Regions from separate parts of the Hordeum vulgare genome. Here all the other regions are linked to region 3. The links are chromatin contacts, called in public Hi-C maps. All regions are on one chromosome and are shown on one strand. The core of a region is the stretch at or near the end of the contact, and the rest is flanking DNA. Distances in the headings are between cores, read along the strand shown.

The links. A called contact is a pair of places that touch in the nucleus more often than the background predicts.
Region 1: a contact with region 3 is called in a Hi-C map of seedling, with 5 times the contacts expected there. The contact joins the promoter of LOC123426605 here to the promoter of LOC123426607 in region 3. A contact is called at or near these places in 5 of 6 Hi-C or Micro-C datasets (leaf, seedling and an unstated tissue) and 1 of 1 datasets of contacts at active chromatin or transcription factors (embryo).
Region 2: a Hi-C map of seedling shows a contact between it and region 3, with 3 times the contacts expected there. The contact joins the enhancer-like site here to the promoter of LOC123426607 in region 3. A contact is called at or near these places in 2 of 6 Hi-C or Micro-C datasets (leaf and seedling).

What each region holds. Positions count from the first base shown.
Region 1 is chr2H:451,467,643-451,470,342 of MorexV3_pseudomolecules_assembly, forward strand. It overlaps LOC123426605 (OVARIAN TUMOR DOMAIN-containing deubiquitinating enzyme 12), which reads right to left and starts at 1,284. Exons shown (of 10, transcript XM_045110467.1): 1 at 1,074-1,284. It also overlaps the pseudogene LOC123426604.
Region 2 is chr2H:451,292,409-451,295,108 of MorexV3_pseudomolecules_assembly, forward strand. No RefSeq gene overlaps it. Among protein-coding and RNA genes, the nearest start is that of LOC123430236, 140 kb to the right of the region's middle. Within about 2 kb of position 1,288, at least 3 of the 3 cell types and tissues checked have open chromatin away from gene starts, as enhancers often do. A contact at or near this core is called in leaf and seedling, where this site is marked.
Region 3 is chr2H:451,732,715-451,735,414 of MorexV3_pseudomolecules_assembly, forward strand. It overlaps LOC123426607, which reads left to right and starts at 1,291. Exons shown (of 7, transcript XM_045110476.1): 1 at 1,291-1,606; 2 at 1,749-1,842; 3 at 1,917-2,005. The coding sequence starts at 1,467.

The DNA.
Region 1 (2,700 bases), core at 34-2,533, 270 kb before region 3:
AGGTTATAACAATATATGGTATAAATATAACTACGTGCCCACTTCTACTGAAATTGGATCTGTATGCTTGAACCAATGATTGCGCATATATAATTAATATCTGATGATACGTGTGCAATATGGAAATAGATGTTGAGCTTAAAACAAGTACTCCCATGATTAATATCTAATGATGTGTGCAATATGGAAATGGATGTTGAGCGTAAAACAAGCACTCCCATGGTATAAGTAGACTAGGAGAGTCATGATTATAGAGCAGAGAATTGGGTGGTTAGTCTCATGGACATTGGCACATTGCAATATCTCTTCAATCAGAGTTTTGAACTAACTTATGTGCTATCTCTTCCAAAGCCAGTGAAGCCATATGTTTCAAAAATCTAAGAGAATTATTTTGGCAGGTCGAAGGGAGCTAGCCTAGTCAACTGTATCCACATGACACAATGGATCATACCTACCTATTGCTCCCACACAGAATCCTAGTGGCTGTTTGGTTCCCAGCTATGCTTCGCCGCACTTCAAGATGCAGCAAGATTCTCTTAGCCAAGCCCAATTGTGGCCAAGATTTTGTGCACGCAAGCTTAGAAAAGTTGGCAAAAAATATGTGGCACGCTATGACAAAGTTGGCTTCCGATTAAAGATGCCTTTTCCAGTCGCGACTAGCACCTCAGGATGTCCAATCCCACACACACAAAGCAAATCGTTGACTCCGCGTTTGAGCATTGATTGTGGCCGAATCCCAACTATACAAATTCGGACTCTAATCACCGGCAAACATCAAAATTTGCACATAGAGCAACTAAACACGCTACCTAAGCTCCGCCGACATTCCCAGATCGGGAGCAAGCGCGAGTGGTACCGGGGGGGGGGGGGGGGGGGGGGGGGGGGTGGCGGCAGGGACCTCATCGAGTTTGCATAGAAGGATACATCGCGAAAGAACCGTTATCTCCGACGGACTAGGCAAGATCTCCTAATAACTCAATCAATCTTCCTGCTATCGCGCAAAGAAATTCCCCCCAAGACCAAGGAAAATATTTCCCCAATCACGGGAGAGGCTCTAGAGCACTGGAGCATACCTGCGGCGGGATGAGCGAGGTATGAATTTGAGAGCGGCGGCGAGGAGGAGATTGGAGGAACGGGCGAGGTTCCTCGTTGAGGCGCTTTTATTTTGTGGGGCTTGGGTGGGTGGAGGTTGAATGGAAGAAACGGAAAGCGGATGCGGATGCGGATGGCGACGCGGAGTAAGTACGAACTGCGATTTGATTGCTTCCGTTGCGCTTCTAGCCCGCTGACGCGGTTTCTCACGCGTACGGCGTACCCACCACCGACCCAGCGCCGAAGAGCCGGTCATAGCATCTATCTGTACCAAAATAAATGTATTAGTTCTTTCCTACTATAATTATTTAGATATAGAGGGAATACAACCCGACTCGTCAAATCTGACACATGGACGTCTACAGACATGCTTGTTGATGCATTCACACATCTTTATATTTTACTTTTAACATTTATATATCTCATATTCGAATTCTCATATATGCAAAACCATACACGTGGATCGCATAAATCATTGTCGTACGTAAAAATGTTAGTACCGGACATAAATAGCGTTTACATAAAAAAAATTGAAGTGCATAATCAATCATCGACTCTTTAGTTTCCATTCACATATGCTTCATCATATTATTGAGTAGTTGCGCGTGCACGTGATGATGTCCAGGGCCGGTCCATACATATTCGGGGCCCTGGGGCGAGACGACAAAATGAGGTCCTTGTATACAAATAAAAATTAAGAGTATATTATATTTTGAAAGCAATTATGTACATAGCATAGATTGATGGTCGAAAGAACTACATCATAATAGTATGGAAATAATATAGTTCTACAAAAAAGCGTTCTTTTAAGTTGCACAAATCTTGCTCTTCTAAGTATGAAAACATTGTCAAAACTGATAGCAACTTGAACCATTTATTTATTTTTTTACTTTCTTTTCTCACAGATAAACATTTGTTAGAACACATATCACCAAATAATTGCAGAAAAACTGTTAATACATGGAACAAAAGCATTTGGATATGGGCATATGGCTTGATGTCCAATTGTCGATGGTGTTTCCCTGGATCCAATGAAGGTTCGAAGAACAGGCCAACAAAAGAGTAGGAACTAGGAAGAGAAGACTTGAAGATGTCGGGTGGAGCAATCAGAAGAGGAGGGGCGGGTTGTTTAACAGCGAATGAAAAGAGTACTTGATTAGGCTAAGGAGGGAGACGTACCATCTCTGATGTGGTGATGCCTCAAACGTCTATTGATGGGGAACACTGAGGATGCTATGAGAGGTGATTGGAGAAGGGAATAGCACCATCGGTCTCCATTAATGGATGCACGGGAGCACCATCTCGAAATTGGAAGTGAACGGAAGCGACGACGCTATTCTCCAGGATTGGAGAATTTGGGGGAGGAGCGGAGGAGGCAAGATTTTTTTAGGAGCCGAGGAGGCGAGATGACCGTAGGAGATCGATGGAGTGATGTAGCAGCATAGTGAACTAGGGACCGATTCTTTGGGTCCGGGAAAGCTAGCTATGTTGTGGGTTTGTATTTTTTTCTTCCTCCTATTTTTCTGGATCTAAATAAAAAATATACTATTACATATTTGTAATACTACCTGGGACGGGGCCCCTCCCTCCCAGGGGCCCAGGGCGGCC
Region 2 (2,700 bases), core at 38-2,537, 440 kb before region 3:
CAAATACGAATTCAACAATTTAACTTTTGATGACATGCATTAACATTTTGTTAGGCAATATAATCAAATTTTGACCCAGAAGAGGACTAATAAACGCATACGTATAGTAATGATGATAACGAAAGGAGTAGAAAGAACTCCGCAAAAAAGAAAAACTGTAGATGTTGTAGCGGTAGCGACGGGCACTGGCAACGATGTGACGAGAAATCTTTCCCGGCGGGTACCAATCCATCTCTTTCTCCTGTCCACACTTGAAATTTCACACACGCGCGGCAACTACTACCGACCTAAACCTCTCAACTAAACCAAACTTAACACATGCCTAGTCGAACCTGGAAACAACGTCAATCCATCTCGTAGCAAGTGGACAGGAAAATGGGGACGCATCCAAATTACGGGTGGTCCATATGCGTGTCCCGTCATTTTTCTGTAGGCGAGTCTATTTTAGTTGCTCGCAGCCAGGCGCAGTGCACGTCAAGCTATAATCGTGGTGGTGTCATTTGATGCCAACCTGCCATGCTTTCCTGAATGTGATTAGTGCGTCCGTTCTTTTCAGCTGAATTTGTTGAAGTTGACGGGATGGAGACGTCCAGTAGCTAGCTAGGGAGATAGAGGCCATCATACGGATGGAGTAGTAGCTTGTTTGAGCTATTGGATTGGATTGGGTGTTATACGACTTGACCATGAAATGGCTCATTAATGTAGTTTATTGAAGTGGTTGGACAAAACGTTGGTCTGGCCTAACGAGTGGTATAATGTGGAGATAAATCAACACAAAACCGTGGCGTCCAAACAAAATTTGTATAGCCCATCTTGTTCGACAAAGACGGTGAGAAGATAGACGTTGAAGCCTTTGTGCTTTTCTTGTGGAGCGAGCCACATCACGCTCACGGTGTCCGGTCCTGCGGTTAATCTTCTTGGTTCAAGCGAGGACGGTTGGACGAAAGTGACAAAGCAACCCTAGCAATGACTCGAGATGACACGGCACTGGCAGCTGGAATCCATCCATTCTTTGTCAACAAAGTAGACGACGCTGACGTGAAGACGTGACAAAATATTCGGCACATAATTGCATACGATGGAGCTTTGTTTTCTTGGTGACATGGACGGTACACTAGCATCCCCGCCCGGCTTATCTTGACCAGCAAAGGCAAAGGAAGTAGAGTAGTACTGGTGGTAGTGGAAGAGATAAATCGCACGCCGAGAGAAGAGAAGGCCGCCGCGCGGCGTGCATGCGGCCACGCCGCGTCTCGAAAGCCCCACCACGCACGGCACGGCACGGCACGGCGTATTCGCCGTTGGCTTTTCCTGGCGTCCTGGTCATCGTGCCGTGCTGCGGCGCCCACTGTTGAACAGTACGTGGCGCAGCTGTCGCATGCATGCATGCATGCATGTGTGTCACACGCTTGCCCCCCGGGTACAACAAACCGTGACAGCGGCACGGAGAGATTTTTTTTTTTTTTTTTTTTGAGGATACGGAGAGAGATTTTTGAGTACTCCATCTTTTGGTTCCAGCCTACTAGTTTGTCATAGGGTAAATTTCATTTTTGAAAAGCTGCCGAACAGAATCCCGCAGATACCGCTGTCCCTGTTACTTGCAATTTTTATCACTCCTCCTTTCATCAAAACTGAGCGGAGCAGAGCAGTGCGCCAGCAGCGATATGATATGTGATGTGGCCACCTGCCCGTCCGACTGTACCTGTACGCGTTGCAGTTGCTGCACCAAACAGAAAAGTGAAAGAAACCGAGTACAGTAGGAGCACCTCTGCCTCTATCTTCACTGCTTCCACCAAACGACAGGCGAGGCAGGCAGGACTACGTGCTGCGCTGCGCTGCCATGCATGGATCTGCATCTGCCAACTCACCCCGGTTGCCGCAGAGAAGGAACCAAACAAAACAAAACAATACACATGGCCTCACGGATCCTCACTGCTGGACGGGCATCCACTGCGAGACTAGTAAATAACTGTACGATTCATTGGCAGTTCGGCACGGTGCAGTATTGGTGATGCAAGGATTAGAAGCTGCCACTGCAAGCAGCATGGCGTCTCGGGCGGGCGCCCCTATGTCTCGCTCTGAGCAAAACAAAGGGAAGCTCTCGCTTCGGGGAGCCCCAGACGGGCCGGCCCGTCCGCGCAGGAGGACACTGCCTGCTTTTCTGTTTTTTTTTCTTCTTTTTGTTTTATTTTTGTATTTTTTATACTTTAAAATAGTATGTATCTATATATACACAAGGTAGTACATAAAACATGGGTTTACCTACACCCAATAGTAGGAGGTATTTTTTACAAGAAACAATCTTCAAAAAAACATTTAAAAAATGTTGAACAACTATCAAAACTGTTTTATAATTATTTTAAAATGTTAAATAATTAGTAAAAATGTTGAAAAGGTATTTGTAAAATATTGAATAGATTTTAGAAAATATGGAAAATTATAAAATAAAAATTGAATGAGTATTAAAAATTGTTTAATGAGTTTAGTAAATTTTGAACAATTAAACATTTTTTAATACTTAATGTGGAATGAGTATTTGATAAATGTTAAAGAAGTATTTGATAAATGTTTAATTGAATGAGTATTTTATAAATGTTTAATTGAATGAGTATTAAAAAATTGAATGAGTATTAAAAAATGAGTGGAATAACGGTCGTTTGGACTTAAGTTGATTCGCCCTAATGTTCTGTCATGCACCCAAGG
Region 3 (2,700 bases), core at 41-2,540:
AGGATGTTTCGACACATGTATGAGCTTGAGAACAAGAGAGGCATACACGCGCGCTCCTCCTCCGCCGCCCGCCTCGCCTCGTCACGACGCGCCGCCGGTTGCGGGAATGAGCCGAGCCGAACTAAATTTTTGCCGCGCACGACTGGTATACGAAAACTCGGAAGCCGGACGTTTTTGTTGTAGTGGAAACTGAACATGAACTGTCTGTTCGTTTCGTCTCCTTCGGCTCCCGTCGCTGGCCTCTCGCTCCTCTCCAAATATACGCATCCGAACTTCCTCTCGCCACCGGTTCCATTCTTTGTGCTGCTGCTACGTTCTTCCCCATCCCGACTTGCGACGTGCATCGTACGTCGGGACAGTAGGCCTCCGAAACTCCGTCTCTTCGACTCCTGTACGGGAGAAGGGTGATAAGGTTTTTGGGGAGCGCTCAGCGCGACTATTGGCTTTCATCACGAAAATCGACGACCACTTCCCGGACGACGACTTCTTCCCCGACGTCGACCACCTCCTCGGTAACATGGCCACTAACAACGCCAACACCAACCCTACTGCTGCTGCAACTCAGTACGTGCTCTTGTTCCTTTTGCTTGAGTTCCTGTCGCAACTTCTTGCTCTAGTTTCTCTTCTAGTTATGTTCCGTTTCTGCTCATCTTTTTAGATGCCTTCTTGTGTATATAGAACGACTCTATATATTTTCTCTTCTAGATCATATGTGCACATGTCTTTTCTTGTCTCATCTTTATATTATCTGTCTTGTTTCATCTCTATCATGGTAGTCATGTTTTATCTACTTTTTTTGTTAATAAAGTCCTATGATAAATTGCTCATATTTTCAACAATCAGCCATGACGGGAGGATGGCGTACGGAGGGGGTGGCGGGGCGTGGGAGGGTTTTGAGAGAAAATGAAATGTAACGGGGCGTGGGGATGGGAAAACTGTGCTGCTTTGTGCCACCGACGGGCGGGCCATGGAAGGACAAGCGCGCGTCCAGCCCGTGCGCGCAGCGTTCGTTTCATCTCAAAACCAAACCAAGTTTAAATAGGAAATGGATCAAAAACGGATAAAAAAGGGACAAAGGTTCGTTTCCGCGCGCTCTGAACCGTATGAACGTATGTGTTTTGTCCCAAACGGACGCGAGGAACAGGATGGATCACGAGCTAGAGTTGGCCTCAGCGGCGATTTGATGATCCGACGACTGGGGCCGGTGTTCATGTCGACTGCGCGCGTGTCACATGCTACTCACACCACGTTAGACCACACCAGGCCAGAGCCACAGGAAAAACAAGCGGAGCGAAGCGAGCCACAGCCACCGGAAACGAAACGAGACACACGCCCCACGCCCCACGCCGTTCGCCCACTCCCCGCCCAGCCGTTCCCGTCGCCACCCTTCGCCGACGCGGGGGCAAGAGAAGAAGCGGAAAGAGAGAAAGCGTCCCCCACCCCGCGCGGATCCCGCGACCGGGCCCATGTCCCCCTCGACACTGCTCGTCCGGCCACCGGCGCCGGCGAATCCGTCCCTTCCGCCTCGTCGGTGCGCGCCCGTATCAGCAGCGGCAGCGACGCTCCGCACGTCTCCTGCCGCCTCCTCCGTGGCTCACTTCTCTAGGTTTCTCTCCCCGTCTCCCTCCCTTTCTCACCTGGTTTCTGCTCTCGTCGACCGAGTGATCACTGCAAAATTATGCGTGTAATAATGAACGGGTATTTCGTCTTACTTTGCATTGACACGATTGTCCCTTATTATTACGCAGGCTGCGAACCAAGTGCAGGTTTGCTGCCCCCGGTGTGAGAGAAGATTACTCTTCTACGCCAATCGATGTCGTAGCCGACGTGAAAACAGAGAAGGCATGAACTTGACTACTTGATGTATGTTTCTCCAATAAGATTGGATTTCCTGAAATACTTCCAAATGCTTGCAGATTGTAGTCTTGGGAGGAAGTGGATTTGTCGGTTCTGCTATATGCAGAGCTGCAGTAGCTAAAGGCATTGAGGTTGTGAGTCTCAGCAGGTACATCTTTTCCCTTACCCTTTTTTCTTCTAGAAACACAGTACAAATCACAAACACTACACTCACCCCTATGAACATATGCACCCATGCCCTATCCCTATGAGCATCTCTCGGAGACCGAGATATCACATCTTGAGATTGACAAAGTCACCACAAACGTGTCTCCCACTGAACGAACATCGTCGGAATTCTTGGAATAAATCCAGGAAAATGTGAGCACCCGAGCCAAGTCTAGAATTTGAACCTGGGTGGGCTGGTTCCACCACAAGGAACCATCTGAGCTACGCTCAATTCTTTTTTTTTTTTCTCTTATCGTTTGTACAAACTTTATGTATGTATACCTCTTCCTGCAAAATACCTCAAGTGGGTTGTCCATGTAGTGCACGTTATCAATCCAGCAAATTCATTTTCCAGAGACCAAATTCAAGACACACATCCCATCTGAAGCCTCCCTGCTCAGCACCTTGATCCTTCTAACTCTGTGTCAGATTTTTTTTTTTAGTGAAGTACGACGGGCATCTTAACCAAATGATAGAATCAGGATACAATGAGGTACAGTGGCAGTACAAGCACACACACCACCACTACAGTAGGAGCAACCAAAGAAAAGGAACAACAAGCCCAAGACTCTCCCAGCCAATTACTTAACGAGGAGCACCAACAGTACTGCCAAAGGCATCACTCTGCTGAGCAGA